Linked DNA regions of Mus musculus: region 1 is linked to region 2. A link is a contact called in public ChIA-PET data. All regions are on one chromosome and are shown on one strand. The core of a region is the stretch at or near the end of the contact, and the rest is flanking DNA. Distances in the headings are between cores, read along the strand shown.

Region 1 (4,264 bases), core at 1,164-3,663, 320 kb after region 2:
CTTCCACAAAGGAAAAAAAAATTCCCAGACCCCATCTTGAAAGACCCTCTCAAATCCCTCTGGGCTGTAGCTTTCTCCTCCTCAGCAGCTCTAGGTGGCTTATCCATGAGCTCTGAAGGCTGGGCATGCGTGGCTCAGCTCCTCCCAGATGCTACATCATGAGGAACTGTCTATGCCAACACACAACACTGCTTGGCTTGGAGGACTAGGCTTTGTCTATAATGGGACGACTTCATTTCCATTTGCTCTGTTATTTTGGAGGGAAGAGGATCAGGTCAAGAGGAAATGCACACAAGCCTTTTTAGTCATGGCGAGCTTTTAGTCAAAGTTAAACAATGTTTGCCAGTCAGTTTTATCTGTTCTCAAGCCACCTTCTGAACTCCATTTTCCTGTCACCCATCTTGTCTGAACTTGTTCAAAACTTGTTCAAAACTTTCTACTTGTTCACAAGTAGACAGAGAAGCCGGGTACTGGTGCTTACACCAACGGTCACCAACTGTGAGTCTCTAGCCGTGGGGTTCTTGGGGTTTTAACTACAATGGCGGGCAGACATTGGCTCTGAATGCTACCATTGCCTCTGACTGCAAGACTCTACCAGATGTAGAGTCAGGGACCGGCTGCAGAGTGAGTCACCCTCCCTCCCACACCAGGACAGCCAGCCTTGGCAATGGCAAACAGCCCAGCAATGGCAGCCTCACAAGTCTCTGACTTAATCCCAAATGTTTTTACTAAGTAAATACCATGTCCCAAGCATTGTGGCAGGGAGTTTGGGGAGGGTGGGTGAGGGAAGGTCAGCATTGCTCATGTCAGTCTGACCCCACAAAGCCTACAGAGGGAAGAAGGGCAGGCCACTGGACAGAGCAGTGCATCTGGCAGAGGAGATCTGGAAGATGTTCAAGGACTCCAGGAACTCAGAAGATGAAGCTGGGACACAAAGGGAAGACTTCCGGAGTTGGATGTTCTAAAGACACCACCTAGCATAAATCCACTTGCTAAAGTACACAACGCAATTTTTCTGTTCTTGGTTTACTTGACCACTGCATCTCCTTAAAAAACAAAGCAACAGGACCAGCCAAGCCCACAGTTTACCGAGATGGGAGAGAAGAAAGCAGAGACGCTGGGCCCCAGACCCAGCAGCACGTGCTCTACTGCTTCTTGGTCACACCACTGCCTGCTTCTTCTCCAGCCTGGGCTACTCAGTCCTTCTCTACTGAACAGCATGTTGCCAGCCTGTGTCTCACATGACTTCAGAGGCTTTGTCATCGCCCCATGTTTATAGTTCATTTCTCTCCAGGTTCAGGAATTCAGATGGCTACTTGTCGTCAACACAGGGGTTTAAAGACACTGCACATGCCTGTGGCCATCTTACCTCAGGATCTGTGCTCTTCCTCCCTGCCCACCCCGCCTTGTCGCTAAGCTTCCTGTGGCTATCATCTTTCATCTATCCAGTTACTTTAAACCAGAAATCCAAAATCACCCTTGACATCTCTTTTTTCCTTTTATCTCAAATGCAAACCACAACAAATCCTAGTGATTTTCTCTCCTAAAACCCCAACTCTGTCGCCTTCCTAGCTGGGTGTGTGGCTCAGTGGTAAAGAGCTTGCCTAGCACGTGCCTGGGCCTGGATGTCATCTGTCTTCCCTACCCTGCTATGGTCCATGCCAAACTGTCATCTCTTGTCCATGGCACTGCAAGGTCCTTCTCACTGTCTCTCCACAGTCACTCTTGCTCTTTAAAATAAGCCAGAGCTAAACTATTACATAAATCTGGTTAGAGCACACGCCTCTGTCCTGTGGATAAAATCTCGAAACTCCCCATGGGCTGGCCTGGGGCTACTCTCACCTCCCTTCTGTCCCTCAGACTCACCTTGTGCCCTTTCTACTCTGTGGCCTTTCAAGCTCAGCCTCCTCCCCTGGAAAGCTCTCTCCATTCAGCGCCCACACCTTTCACATACTGTCTTCTATTCAGAACCTGGATTACAACGTTAGCAACCAAATCCCTCCTCTGGGGACCAGGACAGGCCATCCTCCTGTCTTAGCCAAACAGCTGGAAGGGAGGGGTGTGTCTGCCCCCAGCCCTCCTTCACCACTGTGCTCAGCACTGAACACAGGAGCCAACCCTGGGCAGGCACTCAGGAATGACAGACAGGGCATCCGAGTGTGACATCCTCACAGCAGAGATTATGAGCAACAATTTCTGAGCAAAAGCAATGTGAAGAGTTTACAAAAGGCTGGGGGAGGACTGTTTTGGTTTGGTTGGTTGGTTGGTTTGGTTTTTGGTAAAAGTTGTCAGAGTGGGGGAAGCAGCCTTGGGCACATAACTAACATCTCAGCTCAGCCGCTCTCTAGACCCTATGGAGTGCATCCTCCCAGTCAGTTCCTGCCTGTACTGTGAGATGGAGAACAAAGCCACCACCACAGTGGTTTGTGGTGAGTGTAAACAGGAGGCAGATGCTGAGTCCCCGCCACAAGGATGCTGCTCACAGAAGCTCCCGGCTAAGAACAAACGGGGCTCTGCCTCGCCTTCCTCTCATCACCTTTAGATGCAGAGACAGCAATGGCTACGAAACAGCTTCAGTTTCAGTTCCTTTCTTTCTCTCTTTTGAGGCTGGATCTCACTGTATACATCAGGCTGATCTGGAACTCTCTATGTAGACCAGGCTAGCCTCAAACTCACAAGGATACACCTGCCTCTGCTTCCCACTTGCTGGGATTAATAGCATATGCGACTATGTCCAGCACAATTTGGGTTTCTTAGGCTTACTGAGAATGATAAACACAACTGAACATTTCCATTAAACTCTTCCATTTAGACAAAAGTCACCTTGCCTATTTTGGGGGGAGGGCAGGACTGAAGATTGAACCTGGGCTTCCAGCACGGTGGTAAAGCCCCACTGCTGAGCAACACACCCAGCCTCTTTTCATTCTGAGACAGGGCCTAACTCAGCTTCCTAGGCTGGCCTTGAACTCACTCTGAACCTGGGCAGTATCTGACCTTTAGTCCTCCTGCTACACACAGCCTTCTAAGTGGCTAGGACTGCAAGCCTATGCCACCATGCCCAGCTCACCACTCTCTTAATCCCCCAGGAATTATGCAGAAACCAGCTAGCTCAGGTTTCCCTTTGAGAAAACATGATCAGGATTTAGTACCGACTTCTCAGCGTGCTTGTGTGTCCTGCGAAACTCGTTCTCACTGCGGAAGGCATTCCTCCACACCACCCCGAAGAGCAGACTCAAAGGGACACTTACAACACGATTCTGACTGCTCAGCTCTTCTCGGGAGTCCAGCTTCCCGGGTGCACAGGCCCTGTACTAACCAAAACTCAGAGCACTCGGAGACCCCTCTTACCTTGTGTTCACAGGGAGCACCGTAGTAGCCATCATTCAGCCCAAAAATGATTTCATTCTGGTTGCGGGCATGGATCTAAGGAAGGAGGAAAACATACTATTAGTTGATCTTATTCCAGATGTCAGAGCATAACAGCTGAAATTTCCATGCCAACGAACAGGCCGGCTCCACCTAAACAAAAGGGGCAGCAAAGAAATCAGGTCTCAAAGGCCAGTGAGTGACAGAGAGGACAGTCCATCCAGCTTTAGTCAAAAGCCTCACAAACACCACGTGAGGCTATTGGAGCCATTAGTGATTGTCACCAACATTGTTAACTTGTGATGGAACAGTTATGCCTGAAGGACAGCAGCAAACCACTAAAAAAATTAAAAATAAAAAAACTCTACAAATGCTTTAAAATTATGACATCAGATTAGCTTCTACTTTCTGGTCTTTTTGGGATCAACTGCCCTGTGCTGACCCAACTTCACCTGCAAGACCGGAAAAATACAACTTGGAAGGATTAAAAAACAGGGACTGGAGACGGCTCTGGGCTTAAGAGCACTGGCTGCTCTTCCAGAGCACCAGGATTCCATTGGCATGACCCATGTAAGGTGACTGGCTATAGCTATCATCCCGGAGAACCCAACCTCCTTCTGCCCTCCAGGAGCACAATACACACACAGTGTACAGACACACAACAGTCAAAACACCCATACACATAAAATAAAAATAAATCTCTTTTTTAAAAAAAATAAAGAAGTAGTGAGACACAGTGGCACAGACCTGTAACCCTTACTTGGTGGGAGGGGAGAAAAGGCAGGAAGACCGTAAGTTTAGACCAGCCCATGCTTCATAGTTAAGACCCTGTCTCAAAAAACACATGGGGAGAGGAGGGAAGAAGAACTGAGATCTAAAATAATACTCAACTATGAAA
Region 2 (4,141 bases), core at 1,505-4,004:
TTACTAGACAGCCACGTGCCACGTGGGTGGCACACCTAGACGTCTCTGTGGGTCTGAGTTTGGACCACTCTAACGTGATTCCACAGAAGTAGTTGACCCTGTGTATTTGTTGTTGTTTGGTCGGTTTTGCTGTTGTGTGGCTTTTGTTTTGTTTTGTGTTGTTTTGTTTTGGAGTTGTGCTTGTTTGATTTGGATGTTTTGAGAGAGGGTCTCAGTATGCCGCCCTGGCTAGCCTGTAACTCCCTATGTAGACCAGGCTGGCTTCAACTTTGCAGCATCCCTCCTGCCTCTGCCTCCAGAGTAGAGAGTACAGGCGCATGCCACAGCACTTAGTACCAATGGACATTTTCCTGGATACTGACTAGAAGTCCTAGGTCAAGGCACAAGCAGATGCATGACCACTGAAGGCCTCCTGCTGGCTCAAACACAGCCATTTGCAGTGTGTCACGTGATGGAAAACAGAAAGGAAACAGGCATTCCCATTTCTTATTTTTATTTTTTTACATGTATTTGTGTGTGTGTGTGTGTGTGTGTGTGTGTGTGTGTGTGTGTGTGTGTGTGTGTTTAGGGAAGATGGGTCAGAATGCCATGGCAGGCATGTGGAGGTCAGAGGACATCTCTCAGAAGAATTCAGATTATCAGGCTTGACAGACAGCACCCTTACCCAATGAGCCCTCTCCTGGGCCCAAACGTCTCTTCCTAAAGGGGCACTAATTTCATCACGAGGGCTCCACCCATGACATTAATAATCACTTCCAAAAGCTCCGCCTTCGATCACATTGGTGATTACATGGACCACCAAGTGACTTCAGGGAGATGCAGTCCTACAGTCAATAACAGTGGAGTATCTTTCCAGCTCGCCTAACCTTACACCACCTGAGAGGCAAGTGCTGGCACCATCCTCTGTGGCAGAGGGGACTAGAAGCAGCCCAGTGGCCCACAAAGTCAAGAGTAGCACCTAGGGGCCCAGAGGGCAAAGCTTATGGTTTGCTCATGACCACACTCAGCTGTCTCCACCTTCCTCCACAGAGTAGGAACTGAAGTCCCAAGAGGGCAACTGCTATATGGAACTGCCCAGCCTGTCTGCTGAAGAGCCTGGCCCAAGTCCAGGTGAGTGGAGCCGAATCCCCCTATTGAGGCCTGGCCTGGCCAAGGCATCCAGAAACACAGGCCCTCTTCAGGGCCAGCTGGAAGAGCTTCAGAGGCCCTGAGCTGGGAGAGGTGGGAGAGGCAGGTAGCTTGGCCCTTCCTCAGGGACAGATCCCAGCTCCACTGCCTCTCTGAAGGAGACTGGGCAGAGGTGGGGGCTCCAGCCTCCCTGGAATGGAATGTGCATTGTCCCCAGAACTTGGATTAGGAGTGTGATCTGGGGAAGGGCTGAGAACAATGGGGACCCAGGGGAACTGTTTCTCAGATAGACAGGGCAGGGCAGAGAGGGGCAGGCTGGGTAAGGCCCTGCCTGAGTGCAGGTGATTCATTGAGACCACAGAATAAATGAGAGCCCCCCCCCCCCTTTTCTCCACAGAACCCAGGCACCAAACCCAGGAGGATGCTGGGACATCAGAGGACGTCTGGAGCTCCTTCCCTCATAATTGGAACTGCCCAGAAGCCATATGGGAAGAGCTTCGGGGAAATTATGACACCATTTCACAGACAGACACACTGAGGCCCAGGGGCATGGGTTTATCACAGTCAGTCCACAAGCTAGGGTTTTTGCTATAAACTCTAAGAAAATTGTCCTTGAGCTTCCATTTTGAGTCCTTTCTTAAATTACTAAGGAAACTAAGAAGCTCAAAGGGCGTCCTGATTCCCCCTGTAAAACATACCCCTATTTTAGCATTTAGAATTCCTTCTGGTCAAAAGACTAGAGTATCTGGCTTAGGTGGATACGGAACATTTCAGTTAGGCCAAGTCCTTCAATTTAGCCAAGGGACCACCCCTGAGAAGGGGGTGGGGTGGGGCCGGGGGGGGGGCTCACCTTAAGCTATGCTAAAGAGATAGATGGAATAACTAGTTCTTTAATGAGATAGGTACCTTTGCTACCACAACCCAAGCCACCATTAGTGTAGTAGCCAAGGGGCTATAGCTGTTGGATATTCAAACCACTCAAGTGTGAGGAAAGGGTTTCCCTGCTGTGGACTCCCTTTGTAAATGTTAATATACTTTGTAAACTTTGTATCCTTTGTAAAGGTTGCAAATCCTCAAAGCAGGAAAGTGGCTAGCACCCTCCCCCACCCCCAACCGGAGGAGCTCCAGCAGCCAGGCCCCTCCCATAGGCAACCACTCCTGGGCTCTGAGACACAGGAGCCGAGGAGCCACCCACCTCTGAGGTGGGGCAGTGTTCCAGTACACCCTAGACCCTCCAATAAATCTCTTTTTATGAAATTTGCTGCCTGGTGTGACTCTCTTGTCAGAAGAAGACAAGAAACAATGAGGCAAAGAAGGGAAGGAGGAAGAGAAGTCGCTGAGCTGAGCGGAGCTGAGGCTCCTAAGCGTCTCAGCTCAGCTGGGGGCAGCAGCGCCTCTGCTGAGGAAACTTCCTCTCAGAGCTCTGTGGTTCCTGGGCTTCTGAGTCCCAGGACACCGTCCATGTAAGCAGAAACAACAGCCATATAGCATCTATGTCTGCCCATTTTCCGAATCATTCAGAAAAGTGTAACTTCTCTTCTCCTTTCCACCTCTTTTCTAAGCATTGTTTCTTTTTAGGCTTTCCCTCCAACATTTCTGCCTTCCTTCCTCTTTGTTTAAAGCCTCTCTGCCACCATGGGGCTGCCTGTCTGCCATGTATCTGACCTCCCTACCAGCTTACGTCGTGTGGCCTTTTCTCTTCCCCTCTCCATTCCTACCCTCTGGGCAGTTGTGGGGGGTTACAGCTTGCCAGCCATGGGGTTTTTGCTATAAACTCTAAGAAAATTGTCCTTGATCTTCCATTTTGAGTCCTTAATTGAGTTCTTAAATTACTAAATTAGGAAACTAACTTCTCTCCTGATTTCCCCTGTTTCATCTTGTTCTTGTCCCACGGATCTCCTCTTTGGACACTCTTCCCTCAACCCCCTGGACCCGGAAGGCCAGTCACTTCAGGACAAAGAACGTTTCCACCCTGAAAGTGTGCCACTGGTTCCTGGTTTCTGTTTCCTGTCCAAGTGCAGGGCACCCCGGGAGGCCCCTCAGCCTCTGCTAACTGAGATCTCTCCCCAGCCATATTCCCTTTCAGCAGTCGCTTGGCTAGTCTTGTCCTGGTTCCTTCTCACTGGGTTCAATTTTCATTCCCCCTTTTGGGAACAATAGCTCTTACAGGAAGCTTTGGGGTCAAGTACAGCGCTGTTTCTACAGTATGACATTGGCCAAGACACCTCTCCTGCCAGCTGAACAGATGGAAAGGACTATCTAAAATGCCTTGGATGAATCCCCAAGCCATTGGAGGCCTTGATGTAGCCCTCCCCTCCTCATGTCAGACTCAGTGCCTGGAACCTCATGCCCTTTCTTCATGTTCTGTACCCAGGGCATGTTTTCAGGCTAGCAGGGACCTGACCTGAGCTGGAACACACACCCCGATATAGCTTCTGGCCTCTGACCCAATGGATGCTTTGGGGAGAGGGTGTTTGTTGGGGGGCCATGATGGATGTCCTTAGGAGATTCTCTGTGTCACAGAGAGCCCAGAGCCTAGGGCTCTCTGGCAGAGATTTAGGGCAGATTTCACGAGCTTGCCTTGTGAGAATTTGATACACTTACGGCTGAACACACTCTCTCACTGTCACAATTCATCTCTTGTTTTCACATTATATGATACTCTAATGTTCTGTGCTCTCCAACACAGGCATGTATACACAAACACACATGCACACATGTGCGTACACACACAAGTTCTTATTATTGCCCTACCTTTCTGCTCCAGGGACCTATCCATCATCTATCCATTTACCCATCTACTTATTCACCACACCCATCCATCATCCACCCACCCATCTTCCATCCATCCATCCAGTCTACTCACCCACCCACCTACCCTCCCACCCACCCACCCTCCCACCCACCATGTCTCCTCCTACTACCGGTCTGCTCATACACCAAACCCATCAATCCACTCATCTACCCATCCAGCCAGCTATCTACCCACCACCTACCTATCTATCATCCATTT

What was found. ChIA-PET counts read pairs in DNA pulled down with a chosen protein or histone mark.
Region 1: a contact with region 2 is called in an RNA polymerase II ChIA-PET map of memory CD8 T cells, with 10 read pairs. The contact joins two enhancer-like sites. A contact is called at or near these places in 2 of 15 datasets of contacts at CTCF or cohesin (the NIH/3T3 cell line and pro-B cells), 3 of 484 Hi-C or Micro-C datasets (the HL-1 cell line, embryonic fibroblasts and nephron progenitors) and 5 of 115 datasets of contacts at active chromatin or transcription factors (extraembryonic endoderm stem cells, fibro-adipogenic progenitors, heart atrium and 2 more).

The regions. Positions count from the first base shown.
Region 1 is chr7:99,084,753-99,089,016 of GRCm38.p6, forward strand. Uvrag (UV radiation resistance associated gene) reads right to left here. Exons shown (of 15, transcript NM_178635.3): 5 at 3,349-3,423. Among named protein-coding and RNA genes, the nearest start is that of Uvrag, 54 kb to the right of the region's middle. Within about 2 kb of position 2,414, at least 83 of the 459 cell types and tissues checked have an H3K27ac peak or open chromatin away from gene starts, as enhancers often do. A contact at or near this core is called in memory CD8 T cells and pro-B cells, where this site is marked.
Region 2 is chr7:98,768,202-98,772,342 of GRCm38.p6, forward strand. It overlaps Gm33720 (a long non-coding RNA gene), which reads left to right. Exons shown (of 3, transcript XR_378355.1): 2 at 1,030-1,110; 3 at 1,526-1,640. Among named protein-coding and RNA genes, the nearest start is that of Gm33720, 7.3 kb to the left of the region's middle. Within about 2 kb of position 2,755, at least 70 of the 459 cell types and tissues checked have an H3K27ac peak or open chromatin away from gene starts, as enhancers often do. A contact at or near this core is called in memory CD8 T cells and pro-B cells, where this site is marked.